Regions from separate parts of the Mus musculus genome. Here region 2 is linked to region 1. A link is a contact called in public Hi-C data. All regions are on one chromosome and are shown on one strand. Each heading gives the region's core, a stretch centred on a gene start, on an enhancer-like site or on the middle of the called end of the contact. The rest is flanking DNA. Distances are from core to core; before and after follow the strand shown. Region 1 holds the start of Necap1 (NECAP endocytosis associated 1). Region 2 holds the start of Lockd (lncRNA downstream of Cdkn1b).

Region 1 (4,609 bases), core at 1,266-3,765:
ACTGGGGTTACAGCAGTTTTGAACCTCCCACTGTATGTGCTGAGAATGGAACCTAGGCCCTCTACAAAGAGCAGCAGTGCTCTTAACCATTGAGCCACCTCTGCAGTCCAGTTCTTGTTTCAGAGGTTCAGATAGAGCCTCCTGTAGCCAAGGATAGCCTTACACTCCTGATCCGCATATACCTCCATCTCTCACGTGCTGAGATCAGAGGTATGTGTCACCACTCGCAGCTGCAAACTTCATTTTTTACTTTTCAGTCACTATTCTGAAAGAGTGAGTAACGACAGGATGCCCCTTGGATAGTAAGAAATATCAAAATAAGCATAGGAAACAAAAAAATTAAGAAACTGCTTTAATGGGATGCTGCAGTGACCTGATAAGAGGATAAAGGGTATGAAATAAATGAGACTGTAGACAGAGGCGGGGAGGCTTGAAGTCAAAGAAAAACAGAAGACTTCAATGTACCTTAGCCCCTAGAGAGACTCCTTTACTTAGCAGTTCAGCCATTGCTAGCTTATGTGATTGGGTTAGTTGGATAATCCAATATCTTCTTTTTAAATGTATTATCCATGTATGTATATGTGTGTGAGCCATGCCCTAACACATATGTGGCAGGCAGAAGACAATGTGTAAAGTCACATGGATTTGGGAGATCAGATGCTGGTTTTTCAGCCCTCACAGTAAGCACTTTACCTGAGATGGGCTCCAATTTCTTTTTCCAGTGAGCATTTGCTGAGTGCCTACTAGGTGCAAGACACTATGCTGGTCCTTCCAGTCCCCACAGATACAGTTTAACAAGACTTCAGGCTATTCATTCCACCCTGGAGCTCAGAAGACTGGACAGTAAAGCAGAGATAGAGATGAACATAAAGTGCTATGGAAGTCCGCAGAGAGCTGGCCTGAACCAAAGACTCAGGTAGAGCAATGTGTAAGCTAAATCATAACGTGGTACCTGTGACTACCATCATGCTGAGTTTCAGTCATGGTCAATGTGAGATCTGAGTGGCAACTCCTTTACCAAAAGATATACAACTCGTAGGGCCCACTGCACAGGTCTGTACAAAACAACTCATCAATGATGAATGACCCTCTGGTTAGGAAGCAAAATGGAGATGTGGAGAAGGTAACTTTCCAGCAAGAGAAAAACCATGAAGGTATGTAGGTCAGAAAAGGGATACTACTAGTACTGTATTTTTATAACGATTTAGTTACCCTATACTCTTTTATTTAACTCTCAAAAAAAAACCTGTGAAGGGGTTGGGGAAATGGCTCAGTAGTTAAGAACACTTGTTGCTCCTGCAGAAGACAGGGGTTCAGTTGCCAGCACCCAGATGATGGTTCACCAACATCAGTGACTCCAGTTCCTGGAGATCTGATGTCTCACAACATCACTCTGACCTCTGTGAGCACAAGGCATACCCACTCATACAGACAGACAAAACACCCATACACATACCTCTAAAACAAATAAAAACCTGTGAGGTACACAAGACGTGCACAGTCTTCTCACGCTACTTCTCCTGTTTTACAAATGAGAACCCTTAAGGCCTGGGGAAGAAAAACATTGATTGGCTCATAAATTACACAGCTATTTAGTGTCGAGGGCTCAGACCTAAAGAGTTTTCAACACAAATCCCAGCGAATTCTCTTTGAACTCCTTAACATCCTACAACAGCCCAAAACCTCAATCACTGGATTACAAGGTTGTCAGGCCTTACAAGAGGAAAAAAAAAAAAAAAAAAAAAAAAAATGCTGCACTGACTCTGGGAAAGCTCTAAGAGAGGTGACTGGATTGATAGGAAGGCAGAAATCCCTACATAATCAATGTGTGGGGGGGAGGGGTACACACACACAAACAAAATGAAAACACGCAATAGCTCATCACTGGAATACAAGATCTTAACGTGTGCCTACTGCGCCCCCCCCCCCCAAAAAAAAAAAAAAACTAAAGGATGATGACACTTGGCGAGAATGACAACAGTATCAATTAAAATAGATCATCTAAACAGTGGACAGCAAAACTACCATTCCGGACAAGTGTCAGGCGGGATCAGAAGCGCGGGGGGAGGGGGGGGAGCGTGCCGTGTGCGTGTGCGGACGCGCGCGTGGAGGATTACAAGCCAAAGGTCGCAGCAAGAGTAACAGATGGAGCAGGCATGAATGGATTGCGGATGACGAGGAGCAGACGATGTCTCAGGGGGAGGGATGGGGAGGAGAGGTGGAAAGACGCATGACGGCAGGAAGAAAAGAAAACAAAATCAGAGTTCCAGCAAAACAGAAAAGTAGACGGAGCCGCCGGCAGCCCGGGTGGCAGGCTAACTACGGCGGCAGCGGCTCGAGCCGATGGCTGCTGCCCAAGGACACAACCGTCACCCCGGCGGGCGCCGGCTGCAAATCCCCCTGGGTACCTGTAACCGCGGTTGGAGGCCCGCGGCGGAATCCGGTAGACGCTGACGTCGGGCTTCACACACAGCACGGACTCATATTCCAGCTCTGCCGCCATCTTGGCTCCGCTAGCGCCGCGGGGGCGGGGCACGGGTGGGGGCGGGCTGAGACGCCGACGGCTTCCTTCGCGTCACTTCCGCTCGGGTACAGCTTCGAGGTTAACCTCTAGGCGGCGCAAAACCTGTTACAATCTGGAAACGCTGATGCGCCTGGCTCGCCATCTTGAGTAACGGCAAAGACAGGCTCAGTGGTAGAGCACTTGCCTGCCAAGGCCTCGGGTTGGGCTCTTTCCCCAGCGAAAAATTAAAAATAAGAATTCAGTTCTCTTTTACCTACCTTCAAACGGTAACCAGAAAAAAAAAAAAAAAAAGTCACTGAATATACGAAAACAAAACAGAGGTTGGACAAAATGAATCTCTGCTTTCTCATTCTGTTCTCATAAGCAAGTGTCCAATGCATAATCTATTAAGTGCTACCATGGGGTTGTTTTGTTTTTTTGCAATTTTGTAGGTTTTGTTGGTGACTTCTCCATATTAAAATGACTGATTACAGTGCTAAATGCTATCTAGCATCCCTCAGCATGAGTAGCCCAGCTGGCTACACATCACGATGAGTACTAAACAGCTCTATCCACAAATATGTTCTTTGTGCACTCGCAAATAAATGTAAGCTTACAACAGTGTAACTTAGAAATGTTTTAGATGGCACTGACTTCAAGTGGCAAAACCAAGTCTGATCTTATCTTGTCCCCCCCAAAACACCAGTAGCAGCCTCTTTCATTGCATTCTATCGACTGGTTGACTTTTACTTCTGATTGGTCTGCTTTGCCTAGCAAAGCCAGTTCAACAAGAATTAGACTTTAGGGTTGGTGAGATGGCTCAGTGGGTAAGAGCACCTGACTGCTCTTCCAAAGGTCTGGAGTTCAAATCCCAGCAACCACATGGTGGCTCACAACCATCCATAACGAGATCTGACTCCCTCTTCTGGAGTGTTTGAAGACAGCTACAGTGTACTTACATATAACCAATAAATAAATCTTTAAAAAAAAAAAAAAAAAAGAATTAGACTTTAATTGGCTGGTAAGGATGTAGAGACTGGCTACGGTTGCCAGGACTATAAATTGATCCAACGCTGCTTTGAAGGGACATTTAGCAGAACTCTCCAAATATTAAGTGGGTGTAGCCTTTAACAGTTCCACTAGCTTTTTGTTTGTTCATGTCTGTTTATTTGGAGACAGAGTTTCAATGTAGTCCAGGCTGGCCCTCATCTCATTATGTACTAAAGAATGACTTTGAACTTGTAATCCTCCTGCCACCATAGTACTGGAATTACAGGCATGTGTCACCACACTCTTTTCTTTTCTTTTTTTCAGTGTTTTGGATCACATCCAGGGTTTTGTGAGAACTAGGCAAGCATTCTATCAATTTAGCTACATCCCCAACCAAAAACTTTTTTTTCTATCATATACTTCTCCAACACATGTTATAAAGAGAATACATACACTGTGGATGGAGACATAAAAAAGAAAACAGACAGAAAAAATGGTCTTTTACTGGTTTCCTATTTCTAAACCTATGATCTCAACGGAAGCCTCGGTCATGTTACTATACCGCATTGAACTCTTTCGTTTCCTCTTTCTGGATCAGCAGTGCTGACAATCCCTTACTGAGGCCCCAGCCCCTGGTTCACCTTTCAAGTGCTATGTATTTTTTTCTCCCCAAATCTGGTCATCCTAGAGACTTCTGGTTTCACATAGTTAACTCTCCCTAATCTTACACTCCTTCTTGCCACATGTAAGGTATGATATACGATAACCACCTGCAGCTTACTCCAAGAATTTGTAGTTTGTTTAGTATTTTAAAACCAACAAACATAATACGGGATATTAGCAAAATAATGAGGAAATACACACTGGCCTCTTCTACACGTGCAGCACACCATTTTCCATGGTCTTACAGTGTCCTCTCTGATTTAGATGGCCATATTATCCTAATTTTCCTGGTGGTGGTTTGTTTGTGGCAGCATCCCATTCTCTTGGCCAGGCTTCTCCTGTTTCTGCTTCCTAAGTGCTATTACAGGTGCAAGCACACTCACCTCCATATTTAGTTCTACTTCTGAACATGTATGTCCACATATGTTTCTCACTTACTCCTTAGTAAGATCT
Region 2 (4,609 bases), core at 932-3,431, about 12 Mb before region 1:
CATAGAATTGCTCTCTCCTTTGATGACTCTGAAGGATCAGAGACCAGAAAAGAACTCTTTTAAAGTTAATTTATTATTATCGAGTATTGTACATAATTGGATGGCTGTACTCTTACACAGTTGACAGCACCCTTGGCTTGTCTGCGCCAGGAACGCCGCAAACGTGTGGACAGTGCACAGTGCTATGATATTTCAATATGCAGAACTTTTTCTGCTCTGTTCTGTGTCTGGGACCACCGTCAGCAGTACATACCCCAATTATTTGGCTCCCACCTAGTACTGTTTAAAGGTTACCTTAGCTAGTAGATTTCTTTTGTGTGCACGCATGTGTCATGCATGGGGTGTACCTATGTGGAGGCGGGGGTCCTCACTGGCATCTCTTATGGCCCTCCATTTTTTTAGCTAGAATGGCTGGCCACTAGAACCCAGGAATCTACTTTTTCTCTCTCCACTCACCAGCCCTGGGATTAAAAACGTGCACTGCCATTGCTGGCTTTTTATATAAGTTCCGGGAATCCAAACCCGGGTCGTCATGCTCACACGGAAAACACTTAACCTCCCCCTCCCCACCCCCAAGACCTAGATGTCCATAGATTTCTATTTAGCTGTTCCAGAGCCTAAATGTAAAGGCTTCACTTTAGTATGAAAAGTTAGGGTGGATACAGTAGCACGTGCCTACAGTCCCATCTGGTTAAGAGATTACGTCAGACACATCAAGTTCAAGACCAGCAAGAAGTAGAGGGAGGGAGAAAGAGGGAGGGGAGCCATTATTAGTAGTAATGCATTTATTTTTGACCTGGGACTCATAGAGATCCATCTGCCTCTGCCTCACGAGTACTGGGATTAAAGCTGTACACCACCATGTCCAGTGGGGTTTTATTTATGACCTCCTTTGTTTGTACGCTTGTTGGTATATTCGAGGTAGGGAGGGTTATATGCAGCCCAGGCTGACTGCAAAGTCTCTCAGTATCCTAAGCAGGCCTTGAACTCCTGATCCTCCTGCCTCCAGCTCCCAAGTGCTCAGATTACAGGTGTGCTCCACCATGCCAAGCCCAAGTTTCCAAGCCTGTTTTCACAGTCACGTGCTATCTGAATCTTTATCTATGACACCCCTGTCCGGGGACCATCCAAATCCCTGCTTGGCTCACACTCAAGATGAAGACCTGTTTCTGAGACTAGCTTCCTCCTTCCAGGGATGTGGTTTTCCTCATGGACTGCTCATTCTGATCGGATGTGTCCTCTGAAAGGCAGAGGTAAGCACTGAGCCTCTAACAGAGTCCATGAATACAGCCTGGAGAGCAGCTCAAACATGTTGGTTTATGGACGGGGTCAAGGAGCTTAGTGGACTGGGAGAGGTAAGGTCAGAACTAGACAGCTAAAAAACTAAGAACATGGCATACTGGTTCAGGGGCCAATGGAGGCTAAGGCTGGGCTTCTGGCTAAAACAGACTGAAAGGAGATATCAGGAGAAATTATTTTAAGGAAAGAAAAAGGGAAGAAAAAAAAAAGGCAAAGGCAAAGAAAGGTATACATATGAGATGTCCCTGATAAAGAGAAAGACTGATCTAGGACTACTGTTTAATTATTATGACGTTTTAAAAGCTTCACTGCAAAGAAAAACATAGTTGGATCCTAATTAATAAAAGCCATCACTTGTATTAGACCTGTTCTACTAATTGAATCCTCCTAGATCTTAACAAACTCTTTCCAATGAGTTTCCTGACCCAGAAATCAAAAGGGGACTTTATGTCCCCTTCTCATCCTCACAAGGGGGGGTGGGGAACCAAACCTGGAAAACAGACAGGTTCCCCCCCCCCTTTAAGGTTAAAAAGGAAGAAAATGACACCGACTGCCTTTGTCCTGATGGATTTTGACACTCTAACCCCAGAAATAACACCTCTTTTGCTCTATATAGAGTCTATAGCCACACCTTGTATTTGGTTGGTTTATTCCTATGACGGGTAATATTCATTTCTAGGATAACTACCCGCTCCCGCCCTCCCCAAGTCTACCTTTCCAAGACAGGGGAAGGTGCGTCCTCGTCGAACTCCCGCCTGTACCTTCCTAGTACCTCTGGCCAGCAGCCTGTGTGCCCGTGCTCCCTGGACATCCGTGAATGTTTGATGCTACATCTCTACCCAAACTGAAGCTTCCCGCCTGCATTCTGTCAACGGCACTTGCGGGCGGGGCGGGGGGGGGGCAACTTTTGGAACAGAAAGCTCCACCCATCCTACTCCCTACTACCTGCAATCAAACCAGCTAAAACACCCCACCTCAGACTCCCCAACTAAGTCTCATCACATGATCTACCGTACGGTAATTTTTTTTTTTTAACAAGAAAACAAGCATCCAAAAAAAAAAAAAAAAAAATTCAAACTGCAGGCGCGAGCCAATGGGGAAGCAGGGGAAGGTGGGCGGGGGAAGCGCGGCGGGCTGGGCGGGGACCCGCGGACCTGTGGACCGAAGGATTCGTAAAACGCAGCAGGCGCACGGTTTAGGCTTTTTTTTTTTTTCTTCCAAAACTCAGTTAAGCGCGAGGCTCCGCCTGCAGCTGCAGCCTCGCAGATCCACCTTAAATCTTCAGTGGACTCGGTGCAGGGGTCAGTGGGCGCAGCCAATGCCAATCAAGTTTACAACCACCAGCTCGGGACGAGGGAGGGGGGGTTTGGGGAAGGCCAGAGGGAGAAACTTCAACTTCTCGCTTTATATGCACACATCACACACGCGCACACGCAAACACACGTACGCACGCACATGCACACGCACACAAAGGGAAGGAGGGGGCCAGAGACCGGCGCTCCGCCGCCAAGTAACAAGTTTGCAAACGCTTCTAAGCTCGCTGGCCGCGGCCTGGACGCGCTTCCCGCGTCCCGACCCGAGCGCCATGATGGTGGCTGCGGTTCTCAGTCCGGGTTCTGGAGGGGGAGCCGCAAATGATGCAATCCCCCGGCCGGCGCCCGAACCGCGCGCCCTTCTCCCGGCCTTTTTCTTAACGTTCCTTTTAGAGGCGCGTCGAGGTTTCGCGCCCAAAGCATGGATAAGGGGTTTTTCTTTTGTTTTATTTTTTAAGATTTCCTAATTTCTGGTTCCTACCTCTGCTGAGTCCTTATGCATGATAAGTCTGTGACTTGGATGGAGGCCCGAGGGACTTGAGACTTGAGTGTACGTGGAAATAAGTGCACTTTCGGTTCTCCGGGATCCGCCTGTGGCTGACCCCACCCTATTACAACCCCACGCGAGTGAAATCAGGGAGACGACCCCATAGGTTTCTAAGTAGGATCCATGGCCTTTTTACCCCTCAGTGTCGTTTGCAAGGTTTCTTTTTTGCTTTAATTTTATTATTTTTTAAAGCCAGGAAAGGGGGGGGCAGGAGTAGGGTGTGGCTCAGGTGAAAGATGGCAAATGAAAAAGAATCCATGCTCTGAAAAACAGATCAGGGATCCTAAGTGGACTTCTAAACAAAACACCTTTTAGTTCAAAGCGCTAGACGAGCAATCGTGTTTTCTGGTGATGATGGTGTAATGGCGAAGGCAATTCTCTGGCTCCCAGGAAAGGTCGCTCAGTGCAGCCAGGGTGGTGGGCACACAGTGGCTTGAAAGGCCGACTGCTTGCTCCCTCCCACTAGTGAATGTCCATAGTCCCCCAATCTAACCCATCACAGCCCCCTCCCCAAATCCTTATTTCCCCCAGTTCTTCCTTGCCCAGGTCTGCGGTTCTGGACAGCCAAGGATGCAAAGGTGGGGGGCACTTTGCAAGCAGGGTGAAGGGCAGGGCTGATCACCGAAAGCGGCAGTGGTTCTCCACAGTTAGGCGCGCATTGGTGACGGTCGCTTAGCCGCCAGCGAGCCGGGAAGGCTTTCGAAATCCGCGGGGCTGCGGATCATTGGAGCCCTGCGGTAGGGGTGGGAGCGGGCTGCTGCCCTGGAGGGTCCACGAACTCCGGGAAATTGGTCCCTTCGGGCAAGTCCCCCAGAACTCAGTGAGCGGCGGGGTGTCCTCTGGGAAGGGTCGTGGGCCTTCCATAGTGATTTTCTTCGTCTGGAGGATCGATGGTGAGGAAGAAAGGTTTCTAAGAAGTAACCCAGCCCGGCTGCGCGGATAGAGGCGCGGCCGCTTTTTTGCGGCCTGCGGGCGCCCGGGGCGCGGGAACTGCGCGCAGCCACCCTGGCAGTGCGGGACTTGCAAGTAGCCGGCGACATTAAAGACTTTTGGTCTTGAGGCGCCAGCCAGCCCGACCAGCAGTTGCCACAGTGAGCGGGCGGGATCGGGGCTGCGGGACAGTTGGGGAGACTACCGGGCCGTGACCAGGGTAGTGGGGTAGCGGGTAGCTGACGCCGGCGGCCGCAAACCCGCAAAGGGACGTTCGCGGCGGGCGCAGGAGTCCAGGTTCCGGGAAAAGGACCATTTGAACCACCAGATTGTATGTGGAGGCTTGACACAGGCGTTCGGAGGATGGAGGGCACAGTGACTTGGGCGGGGGGGATGCGTTCCTGTGGACGTGCCTGGCGCAGAGAGCATCCACCTCTTCCCGGTCCACCATTCCTAAAATGCAATCTCTCAAAATTCGTATTAAAAAAAAAAAAGCTATGAAAGGAAAATGAGGTTTGTG

The links. A called contact is a pair of places that touch in the nucleus more often than the background predicts.
Region 2: a Hi-C map of B cells shows a contact between it and region 1, with 5 read pairs. The contact joins the promoter of Lockd here to the promoter of Necap1 in region 1. A contact is called at or near these places in 2 of 39 promoter capture datasets (cranial neural crest and pre-B cells) and 1 of 484 Hi-C or Micro-C datasets (B cells).

The regions. Positions count from the first base shown.
Region 1 is chr6:122,872,463-122,877,071 of GRCm38.p6, reverse strand. It overlaps Necap1 (NECAP endocytosis associated 1), which reads right to left and starts at 2,515. Exons shown (of 8, transcript NM_026267.3): 1 at 2,409-2,515. The coding sequence starts at 2,503.
Region 2 is chr6:134,926,664-134,931,272 of GRCm38.p6, reverse strand. It overlaps Lockd (lncRNA downstream of Cdkn1b), which reads right to left and starts at 2,181. Exons shown (of 2, transcript NR_037956.1): 1 at 1,988-2,181.